Linked DNA regions of Sus scrofa: region 1 is linked to region 2. Evidence: chromatin contacts called from public Hi-C data. All regions are on one chromosome and are shown on one strand. The core of a region is the stretch at or near the end of the contact, and the rest is flanking DNA. Distances in the headings are between cores, read along the strand shown.

What was found. A called contact is a pair of places that touch in the nucleus more often than the background predicts.
Region 1: a Hi-C map of liver shows a contact between it and region 2, with 10 times the contacts expected there. The contact joins the promoter of EMSY here to the promoter of FAM168A in region 2. A contact is called at or near these places in 1 of 5 promoter capture datasets (liver) and 1 of 47 Hi-C or Micro-C datasets (liver).

What each region holds. Positions count from the first base shown.
Region 1 is chr9:10,626,793-10,629,492 of Sscrofa11.1, reverse strand. EMSY (BRCA2-interacting transcriptional repressor EMSY) reads right to left here and starts at 1,440. Exons shown (of 20, transcript XM_021062538.1): 1 at 1,118-1,440. It overlaps LOC102163793 (a long non-coding RNA gene), which reads left to right and starts at 1,524. Exons shown (of 3, transcript XR_001298634.2): 1 at 1,524-1,959.
Region 2 is chr9:8,070,680-8,073,379 of Sscrofa11.1, reverse strand. FAM168A (protein FAM168A) reads left to right here and starts at 1,369. Exons shown (of 8, transcript XM_021062480.1): 1 at 1,369-1,848.

The sequences.
Region 1 (2,700 bases), core at 191-2,690, 2.6 Mb before region 2:
TTAGATGTCAGGAACTTGGCACTGGGAATTCCTTGGTGTAGAGAAAAAGACAACAGCGCTGGGCGCTTGCATAATACCTGCTTAGCATACGGTAGATCCGCGATAAATATTTGTTAAACAAATAAATGAATGATTGAGAACAGCGAGTAACCTGAATGAATGAATGCATGCATGCATGCATGCCTGAGCGAGCTCACTACCTATTCTAGGAGTCAAGCACCGACCCGAAATAACTGCTACATCCCGTTCCTGGCGCTGGGGCTGCAACTCCAACTCCATGCCTGGAGTTGAACCCCCTCCCCCTACTTCCCATAGTCCTCTGAGCTGAGAACCAACCCAGGGCAAGGAGAACAGGACTGCGCGCCCCAGTCGGCAGAATGACATAAAGAAAAGGGGTGGGGAGGAGGAAGAAGGGGCAGAGCCAAAGGAATCCGCTCCCTCCACAAGCCAGTCCCCGCCTCCCGACAGGATCTTGGAGGCGGCCGGCGACCGCCGGAATCAAGCACCACGTCACGGCATCCCGACGCGTCCCCGCCGGCGGACCCCACCGCGGGGCCGGACCGCACTGGAGACCTGGGCAGAGGTTCCCGGAGCGGGCTCCGGGAACCCGAATCCTATCTAATCCTTCCCCTTACTCAAGTGTCAAGGAGGCAAGCCCGCCCCGCCCCCTCCCCAAACACGCACTCACTCCCGCAGCACCACAACAAGAGCAGCCCGCCCACCCTCCTCACCGATGCCACTCAGTACCCACTTCAATGTCAAGCTTGCGACCCAAGTCCTCGCAGGACCAGTAGCCGGAGGCAGGGGCCCCGGGAGGCATCAGCGCCTCGCTCCCTCCTCAGCACAGAGGACAACGGAAAGAAACAGTGGACGCTCGGACAGCCAGGCAGACGACCGAGACTTACCGGGAGGCTCCCAGAGCTGGACCCCCGCAATCCCAGCACCAGGCGTGCCAGAGCCCCCCTCAGCCCACCTCGGGGAGCCCCACGATCCCGTTAGGAGACAACGGAGGATGGGACTGGCCACCCCAAGCCGGGCTCCGACTGCTTGGTCCGGCGCTCCTCCAGACTGGCTACCCTGCCAGCTCTTCCCAGCGCCCTGTCTGAGAGTCACTCACCTGCCCGGCCTTTCTGGGCTCATCTAAAAGGCTCCTCCGCCAAAACTAGGGGACACCAGGAATTGGGTTTGTTTGCGGTGCCTCAGAAGGGGCAAGATGGCGACAGGTATCAGGGCGCAGGCGCAGCGGCGCGCTGCCAGTCGGGAGGTGTAGTTTGCCTTTCCCGCCTTTCGGAGAACGGACACCAGAAGGCCTCCATTCTCCGCGTCCCTCTTTTCCTCCAGGTTTTGAAAGGAAAGGAGAGACCTCGCAGGGAGTGCTGGGAGTTGTGGTCCGAGGCCAAACGCCCTCCTCTTTCGCTCTCAGAGTGCAGTCGCACGCGCAAGGAAGGCTGGGATTGTAGTTTCCCTGGCGTCTTCTCCAACCCCTCCTCGCCGCTTCTCGCGCCTCTCCTCCGCTGCGATCTCTGAGCCAATGGGCTGCGCTCTCCGCTACGTGTGGCGTCACACGTACCGGTCAAGATGGCGTCGGCGGATGGAGCTGAGGTTTTCCCGCGACCTTTACCCTGGTGGGGGGGTGTTAGGGGCAGTGGGAAAGCAGCTTCGTGCCGGTATGGCCGTATAGGGTTAGGATCGGATTCCTCAGCGGCTTGGGAGCAATTCTAAGCGGCTTCCAGGCCCGCCAGCCGCAGCTGGAGGAGAGAGAATCCACGCTACGAGACGTGTCACCGTGGACAACCTAGTGGCGCGGACCCGATCTGGAGGGGGCGCGGAATTGCAAGTGGAGAAGGACAATTCGAGCGTTCTCGACTTCGGGTTTCAACCCGTGTCCAGTGGGAATGCTAGTGCTCTATCTGTCAGAGGCAAGAAGGCAAAGGCATTTGTTTGAGGCTCTGCGGCGTGGTAGGTTCACTCTTCAGCCTTTGTTCTTATTTAACTACAGAACAAGTGTGTGAAGAGGGTATTGTCGCTCCTATTTTACAGATGAAAAAAAAGGGTCCAGTATATAGTTAATGGCTGCCAAAGATCGAAGCCAGTGCCTGCTATTGTTGAAGGTCCATTCGAGTGTTGTGACTGCCCGCCCTTGTAATTTTGTACATAACATCGAATCTGATTTTTCTAAAAAAATGTTCAAGTGGGAAGGAGTGTTTTCTTGTAAAATATTGGGTTAATATTATCCTATGGGGATGTTGTGAGGTACAGCGTAGGAGAAAATTGTTTTTCAATTTTGGACCACTGTACAAACGTGAGGCTGTACTTGAATGGAGATGTAAATTACGAAGAGAAAATAAATAACAGCATTTGTGTGCTATTTGCTCATTAGCTAAAAATCTTTTCTGAGGCCCAGGAAAGTGGTTATTGTTAAGAACTTTTGGAAAGATGGTGAATGAAACTTTAATATAGTTTAACATACGTTGTTTGAGGTGAGGCTCATAGTATCTTAGTGAGGCAGGTATAATTCAGAGTACCCCCTACTATGAATGCGAAAAACACAGATAGTCAAGAATTCACCAAATTTCACAAAGCTGGGAATTGAAGAGAATTGGGCTTTATAATCCCCGGTCTTCTGACTTCAAGTGTCTTCCTCTAAGACGAATGTCAGGGTGACAGGTAGTGGAGTAGAAATGGAAAGACAGGCTGCTT
Region 2 (2,700 bases), core at 120-2,619:
TATTCAGTCTACAGACAATGCTTTAAGTATTGCTTTGTAGACTCTTAACAATAACTTCGTTCCTCCCGCCTCATTCCTCCTCCCCACAGTGATCCCTAAAGAGTAGAAACAATTGCTATAAGAACTCAGATATAAGGAAAATCAATGTGTCTAAAATGTTCTGGGGAGGGTAGGACTTTGGCTTGAGTTTCAAGAATGAGTAGGAGAAAAGGAGGAAATAGGTGTGGAAAGACCAGAAGGAAAAATTTGAGAAGAGACAATAAAAATTGAGAAAGCCCTCCCTACTAACTTAATGTTCTTTTATGATTCTACATGACCACCATTCATTGTTTTAATAGTGGAAATGCTGAGCTCACAGAAAAACCAGGCAGTCTTGGATCACCACAGAGGGCAACAGAAAGCCATGGAAAGCTTTTAGGTAGCAAAGACAAATTGTTGTTGAATTTGGAAATTATATTTTGGAAAATAGTCTTAAAAGCTTAAAAACTTATGTGCTCTTTTTAAACAATGCAGGCAATATTAAAATAAAAGTTATTTGAAATCTGACACTTTTCTCCAAGATAATGACAGATTATTTTGGGAAACCTCTTTCCTGAAATCTTATATTGTCCCAAGCTTCACATAAATTGGATCATTCTAAACATACTGTTCTTAGCATTTCCCCCGCTCTAGAATAGATTTTGATGTCAAGAAACAGATTCATATCAGTATTTTGAATGGCTGCTTAGTAGTATATTGTTTGTATATGCAATTTACTTTAACCAGTTCCTATGGATGGACTCTATAATCAACAACCTCATATAACAACCTTGTGCATTCATCTTTTCCAAATTGTTGATTTTCTTTTTAAGGTAAATTCTTAAAAGTAATGAGGCTGCGTCAAGAGGTACGCTTTTTTTTTTCCTTTGGGTTCAAGGTGCCAAATCGTCCGGATTTGCAGAGAGACCAGGAGGAGCCGCTGCGTTTGTCTAGTGAGAGACAGTGGCGACGGAGATGGCGAAAAGAGTACAGACTCCAAGGTGAACTAGTCTATCTAGGCCTGTTCTCGATGGGTTGGCATATTTCCTTCCCTTTTTTCTCTCTTTCACTTCTTAGGCTTAACATGGAGGAAGAACTGAGAACTGCATCTCCCAGCGTTTCACAAGAACCACGCTCCCTGGGAACTGTAGTACAGAGTCTGAGAAGGGCCCGGAAGCAGGGCGCGAGGCTGTGAGGGCATGCTGGGAAATGTAGTTCGGCGGGAAGTGGTGGTAGTGGGGGGGTCTATATGGGAGTGTGCGCGTGCCCGCGAAGAGACGCCACAAACATGGTCCTTTGGGGGATGGGGCAGCGGGGCGACCTAATTTTCCCTCGTATGTGGTCTTTGAGTCTACAAAAGCCCCCCGCGGAGAGCTGGCTTTATTCCATTGTCTGTGACCGGGAAGAGAGCGGTCCCTCCGCAACGAGTGCGGGGGCGGGAGGCGCAGGCTGAGCGCGGGTCGGAGCGGGGCATGCCGGGAGTTGTGGTCCAGGCGCGCTGAGGCTGTGGGATGTGTCGCGGCGCCGCGCCGGCTCCTCCTTCCCAGCCCTTCTCAGCGGTCCCCCGCCCCTTCCCTCAGCCTCCTCCTCCCTCGCCCGCAGCCCAGCGTCCCCTCCCCCCACCCGTCGGGCTCCTCGGCGGCTACTGCAGAGGATTCAGAGCCGAGTCGCTGAGGAGGAGGAGGAGGCTCCCGGTCCCTGCGCGCCATCCGCCTCCTTACTGGACACGGGCGAGGGAGCGAGAGCGTCGCCTCCGTAGCCTTCAGAGAAGACAAGGGCATCGTCGTCTCAGCCGCCGCCGCCGCCGTTTTCGCCTGCAGCGGCTCACCGGTGAGGCGATCCCCCCCCTCCCAACGCCGGTCCGCTCTCCCTGAGCCTGGGCCGGTGGTACTGGGGAGAATGAGAGTCGGGGCACGGAGTGCCCTCGCGGGCTGGGGGAAGGGGGCTGAGGTTGCGATGGAACGGCGGGCTGGCCGGGGAGACTTGTCCTGGCGCGGGCTGGGGGTGGGGTGAGGGTGGGACACTAGCAGGTTGGGGGGGAGCGGCTAGGGAAGGGGACTTTTAATGGGGAGTGACCAGACCTGGGACAGGAGCGTGGGGTTGTAGGATTGGGGTGGAATTTGGGTGGTTTGGGGCGAAATGGATGATGAGACTGGAGGGGGATGGCTTCTAATGGGGGAGGGGACTGCGTGAGGGTGGTGAATTTGGGGTTGGCCTGGAGCAATTGACAGCTTGGGATCCGGGCCGGGTTGCGGGGTCGGGGGTTTATTTGAATAGAGAGTTGGATTACAGGGTTAGTAGGACCCTCGGGGGATGTTAATTAAGGAGGGCGGAATTTGAGGTGGACCTCGGGCTGGCTGATGAAGGTGGTAGGAGCTGGGGGTGAGGGGCTTGGCCTGGGTTGAGACCTGAGCTTGAAGTGGGCGCTTGCCATCTGGGGATGGTGGAATTTGTTGCGACTTATGGAATAGCGTGGCTTAGGAGAGCAGAGGTAGGTAGAATTGGGGGGTTTCCTGGGAAGTGCTTATGGAGGTTGGAAATAGTGGGGGCGGGACTTTCAATGAGGGAGTGTGAAGGTGAGCTGGCAGGAGGGGGGAAATAAGTTAGGCCGAAAAATGGGCAGAGAAGCATTGCCATTTGGTGGGGAGAGCACAGTGGGATGGGATTTAGAGTGATTTTAGA